Regions from separate parts of the Mus musculus genome. Here region 1 is linked to region 2. The links are chromatin contacts, called in public HiChIP or PLAC-seq maps. All regions are on one chromosome and are shown on one strand. The core of a region is the stretch at or near the end of the contact, and the rest is flanking DNA. Distances in the headings are between cores, read along the strand shown.

Region 1 (2,700 bases), core at 100-2,599, 210 kb after region 2:
AACCTGGAGGTCTCAGGCAATCTTGAAGGAACTTAATCCAAAGAAAGTGACGGGATTACGTGGTAAGAACCAAGAGGAGGGCCCAGCTCTGGGTTCAAACCTTGAGCAGAGACTCTTTACGTATCTATTAGTTATTGTGTCCAGTAGCTTGGAATCTAGAGCCAATTTTCCCCAATACACAACACATAGTTAGGCTTTCCCAGAAGATGATAGAAGCAAACACTACTCCTTATTACATTAGGAGTTTCCACCAGGAGAAAAACTTGAAAATAAGCTTTCGTCTCCAATAAAGAGGGTCCCAGAGGATGCCTAGTTGACTTTCCTGGAGAAGCCACATTCCACTGAATCATAGGGGGAAAAAAACGACGTTTGGAGAACAGCATCAAATACTCATGAAGCGATACTGTAATTAGAAAAGGCGTTATTGCTTTGTAAATGTGCCTGGTCTGGCGATGGGGAGAGATGGAGGAGCTGTGAGCCTCACTCGGCACGTGCAGCTGCTCTACTTCATTAGCGGTGCAGTCTAGACGGAATACAGTCATCTGAGAGCCCACAGGAGGGGGAGCTGGGCGCCTTCCCAGCCGCCTGTGTGTCCCTGGGCTCTGTTCGGCTATGCATGTTAAGCAGAGACCCGACACTGAAATCAAATGCAGTGTTGCTTCTGAGTCCCAGCGTACAATAGCAGATCTGCACCTGCTTGTGCCTGGCTCTGGGACCTCCCGTCACAGACTCACTGACCTACAATATCCAGGCACAAACTGGCTCTTATACACCAGCTCCACGAGTACGTGGCAGAAACAGAGAGAAATCATTAGTTCTTGTGGGTTTAGAAGCTGACTTTCAGCCATGTAGGGCCGCAGTTCATAGTTATGGGACCTGTGCTGTCTGAGCTTCTGGGCCTTTCTCCTTATTCACGCATCAACTGGACTCTTGAAGCTTAAGACAAGACAGAAGTTGGCACAAAGTCTGAAATTTCAGCCAAGCCCAAAGTCTTTGGAAAGTTCTGGAGCTCAAACCAAGGGCAGGGTCCCCTGCAATTGAGATGGGTAACTGCGGAGGGAGATAGAGATGGAGATCCTTGTCTGCATTCCTCATTCTGCATCTAAACTGGAGAAGGATCTTAATGCCCCACCCAGGCTTGGGAGGGGGCTGGGTGGCTGTTCCTGGGCCAACGCTCTTCAGTGGAGGGGGTGACAGTGCCTTGGGGTCTTTCTGAAGGCCCAGCTCACTGGTTTTGTAATACATCCAGCTCAGTTACTATTTACCCAGCTCCTTCATTTGCAGCTCTGTGCAAAGTGTCAGTGGCTCCGTTGGGGCTCTGGGCTCCTGTGTTTGTTGGGCCTGGAGCCTTTCATAGCTAGAAGAAAAGACAACCATGGAAACCCTTCCCAGGCCCTGCCAGGGCCTGGCCCAGACTCAGAGGTTGTAGAGAACTTGCAAACCAGTTCTGGATAGCTGTGCACCGCCACCAAATGGCTACATGGCAAAAATAGTCACCATAGCAACCTTGTCATTGCAGACTCACCATGGGCCAAGCCCAAAGCCATACCTGCCACGTTTAAGCTAAGTCCTGGGAGCCACCATAGCCCCAGTCAGAGCACAGAGAAAACAGAGCAAAAGATGCAGGCCACTGGCCATCAGCATTATGGCTTCCATATTTGTAACATAATCTGCCCACTGACAGGCATTTGTAACCCACAAATCAATACTCAGAACGCTTTCCCATCCTTTGTGGACATGCGCAGGGCAAGAAAACCTGGAGATGGCCTGGTGTGTGATTCCAGCTGATGGGGAATCAGGACATGCTCTGTGTATGCTTTCTGCTCAAACCAATTATCATTATTATTAATTATTATTCTATTTAGTATATGCAGAGCCTCTCTCTCTCAGATTTTGTGCTTTTCATTGTGGGTGTTGTCTGTGAGCTTGGTGTTTAACCCCCTCCATTCACAAGTGTAGTGTGCTCAAGGACTGTTAGTGTTCATAAGCTGGGAGCCAGAGTGAGCCTTGCATAGAAAATACAGGTTATCGTATGTTAGCTCTGAGTTCAGTGTCAGCAATGTAGATTAAATACGGCTCTATAAGCAGAGTGAGGACAAGGCAAAGTCACACAGACATCAGTTACTGAAAGAGCAGGAACACAGAAACCTTGCCCTGTCGTCACTGGAGCCTGGTCCCATATATGCTAGTTCCATATTTGAAGCTCCCGTATAGACACTTCAGATAAGAATCTCCCGTAACTTGTCAAAGGTTGCCGAGTTGATATTTAAAACTGGTCTGCTCTTTCCCACAGCCTATACATTTGACTTAAAGAACTCTTCTCAGGTTACTGGTCCGGTAACTAGTTTCAGATTATAAGGCCTCAGTTTCCCCTCTTAAACCATCTACTGCTTTGAGCTCTGTGGGATTTAAGGAGCTAATTTCGTGAAAGTCCCATAAGCAACACGGTGCCCCACACATGCGAGTCTCCAGTGTGTGTGTGTGTGTGTGTGTGTGTGTGTGTGTGTGTGTGTGTGTGTATGTGTGTATGAATAAAGAGATCCCAGCAACAATCCTCCACTTGTCTACTGAGGCCTTGACAGGCACTGACTAGTCTGCACATGAGTATTTATAGGCAAGGCTTTTGTGAGGGCGCATCCCCACGATTTTTCTTTCATTTCAAAGTGTTCCAAGCATCCCCACGATTTTCCTTTCATTTCA
Region 2 (2,700 bases), core at 4-2,503:
CATCTAAACAGTTATTGGTCCTCTAAGTCAGAGTCCTCAGGATCCAATCATCTCTGGAAACACCCTCACAGACACAACCAGAGGTGGATTTCCCTCATCTCCTAGGCATGTATCAATTTGATCAGGTTGATGGTCATGGACAATTATCGATCTCAAATCATGGATGTTGGCAGAGACTATGATTTCGAACATGAGGGCTAGAATATACCTCTCGTTGAGAAGATAACACTCACAGAGGCACAGACACTTAGAACCGACCCCATGTCTTAGGAGGTTGAGGTGTGACAATCACCAATTCCAAGTTGCTGGTTTGCAGGTGCATTCAAGAAACATCAAGGAGAGAGAGAGAGAGAGAGAGAGAGAGAGAGAGAGAGAGAGAGAGAGAGAGAGAGAGAAGTTTCTGACGAGATAGCTTGACCCTGTCACCTGTCACTCTTTGCTTACAGCTCTCACACCAGGATCAGCTCCCTATCCCTACCCACTTTAGCCACAGTCCATTCATTTGGTACAGGAAGTCTTTCTTTCTACGATGTAGCCTATCTAGCTATCTTTCCATTGGCCTACGGGTGCTGCCCAGCAACCTACTGGATAATGGTTGTGCATCTTTGATAACGCTGGTTTAGTATTTATCTGTCTTTCTTGGACCATGCCCTGTTTCTTCTGACACCCCTTTCTCTGCTGATTGGCTCAGTGTCTAGTCTACCTTCGGTCTCTTCTCGAAGGTGAAGTAAATGTCTTCTATGCATGCCCAACTTCTCCCTCAGACGCTAGTCTAACCATCTTCAGACCATGCCCACCTGTGTCAACCTCTTCCTCCCACTTCAGGATTATCATGATAGTAAGATAATCAGTGTTGGTTGCTCCCATTGAAAAACCTAGGCTGTGTCTGCATAAATCTAAATTAAGTCCGGTGCCGGGTCCTCAGGTCTCCCCACTATAGCAATTAATATTGGAAAGTCAAATGAGGTTGGTGAGACTGGTAGCTACAGACCCTCTCAGTCTTTCTTCAGGTTTTCTGTAGATCTTCAGGTAATCCAGGCCCCATGCACACCTGCCGCCTCATGTTCTCTGAGGATTCTCATCTGTTTCACAGCCTTTTCTCTCCAGAACATAAGAAAACAGGAGCCCAAACTGGCCACAATGGTGCAAATCTGTAATCCCGGCATTGGGAGGCCTAGACAGGAGAACTGGCTTGTGCTTGTGGCCAGCCAGCAATACAGTATGACCTTGTCAAAGCACACCAGCATTTCATTAGGGGGATGCAGTTGACTGCCCTGTGCCAGGAGGTGACCAACGGACGAATGTCCTCGTGGTTAATGTAATGCCAGGTTTCCTTAGAGGACAAAGACTGATAGAAACAGATGGGGCCATTTTGTAAGCTTTCTATTCAAAGAAAATCAGAGAGAGAGAAGAGGCAGGGGGCTGAGAGGCGTATGCTAACAGAATGGAGCAGGTGTAAGAATTATGAAATAGCCTCTCAGAAGTAGAATTGCCCCCACAATGGAATAAAGCACCCCCCCATGCTGCATTACATTATCTGCTTAGCTGTCACATCAGGGGATCTGGGACCACAGCCAGGTGTAGCCAGGCACAGCCTGGGCAGCTGAACCATGCCAAGATAATTTGCTGAAAGACAATGGCATCCCAGCCAGCCAGTCCTGTGCCTGTGCTTAGGAGAGCCACAGTACTGTGCTACATCAGATTCAGCTTGGCAACCTCACGTTCTTCTGAGGGGCAAAGGGTGGGGGAGAGCCAGGGGAGAGGAGCTGCCAGGCGCAGTGGGCTGGGCTTTAAAACATCTCAAACGCCCGTGCCTTTCTATGTCTTTGGTAAATTTCCTTTCATTAGTGTTGTTAAACCTCAGACAGCCTGGAATCGTCTCCTTTCCAACTCAGCCATCTGTTCCCCTCTTGTCGACGATTGTGACCACACATTAAATAAGAAAAAGGCTTACTGTCAGAAAAAGGGTTTTCTTTAAAAAAAATACAATGGGGGAGAAAATACATGGAAATGAGCTTTTCAGAGGTGATCAATAGCAAGAGGTGGGGCTTTCTGAAGCAGGACCCAGGAACGTGCATTGGGAATTTCTTAGTGAATAGATAGAATAGTAAGCTTTTTGGCCAGCGTATTACGACACAGTAAATATGTATGGTTAAACTTCTTTTCTATACAAGGGACGGGGCTGGATGCTGCGCTGTTGTCTAAATATGAGGTGTCCCCCCAATTGCATTGTGGGTTGAACATTTGGTCTCAGTGCAAAGCTTAGAGATGGAGCTTTGGAGATGTGTTTGGACCATGGGGTTCCTGTCTTAATCAGTCCACTGATGGACTCACAGTTTGATCCCATTATTGGGAGGTGGTAGAAGCTAGGAATTGGAGGATAACAGTCACTGGAAGAATTCCACTGAAGGATCGATCTTATGCCCGCCCACACTGTTCTTCACTCTCTGCTTCCTGCTGGCTATAGAATAAGATTTGCTGTACCGTGTTCCCAGGGTGATGTTCTAGCTCCTAGCAGCAGTGGATCTAGCCACGGGCTGACACCTCCAAACCCTGGGCTAAAATGAGCCTTCCCTTCCTTCTTTGTTAGGAATAATCCTTAAATTTGTTAAAAGGTTCAGATTTTCTTTTATTTTTATGTGTATGCATGTGCTTGTTTGAGTTCTTATTGACCAAGCGTGTGCAAGTATATGGGGAGGG

What was found. HiChIP or PLAC-seq counts read pairs in DNA pulled down with a chosen protein or histone mark.
Region 1: an H3K27ac HiChIP or PLAC-seq map of neural progenitor cells shows a contact between it and region 2, with 4 times the contacts expected there. The contact joins two enhancer-like sites. A contact is called at or near these places in 1 of 484 Hi-C or Micro-C datasets (nephron progenitors), 12 of 115 datasets of contacts at active chromatin or transcription factors (astrocytes, embryonic basal ganglia, embryonic stem cells and 4 more) and 1 of 9 other capture datasets (embryonic stem cells).

Annotation. Positions count from the first base shown.
Region 1 is chr8:36,141,647-36,144,346 of GRCm38.p6, forward strand. The region is part of intron 5 of Prag1 (PEAK1 related kinase activating pseudokinase 1); the gene reads left to right. Among named protein-coding and RNA genes, the nearest start is that of Gm38414, 13 kb to the right of the region's middle. Within about 2 kb of position 1,350, at least 44 of the 459 cell types and tissues checked have an H3K27ac peak or open chromatin away from gene starts, as enhancers often do. A contact at or near this core is called in neural progenitor cells and stem cell-derived neural progenitor cells, where this site is marked.
Region 2 is chr8:35,932,133-35,934,832 of GRCm38.p6, forward strand. No RefSeq gene overlaps it. Among named protein-coding and RNA genes, the nearest start is that of 5430403N17Rik, 51 kb to the left of the region's middle. Within about 2 kb of position 1,254, at least 62 of the 459 cell types and tissues checked have an H3K27ac peak or open chromatin away from gene starts, as enhancers often do. A contact at or near this core is called in neural progenitor cells and stem cell-derived neural progenitor cells, where this site is marked.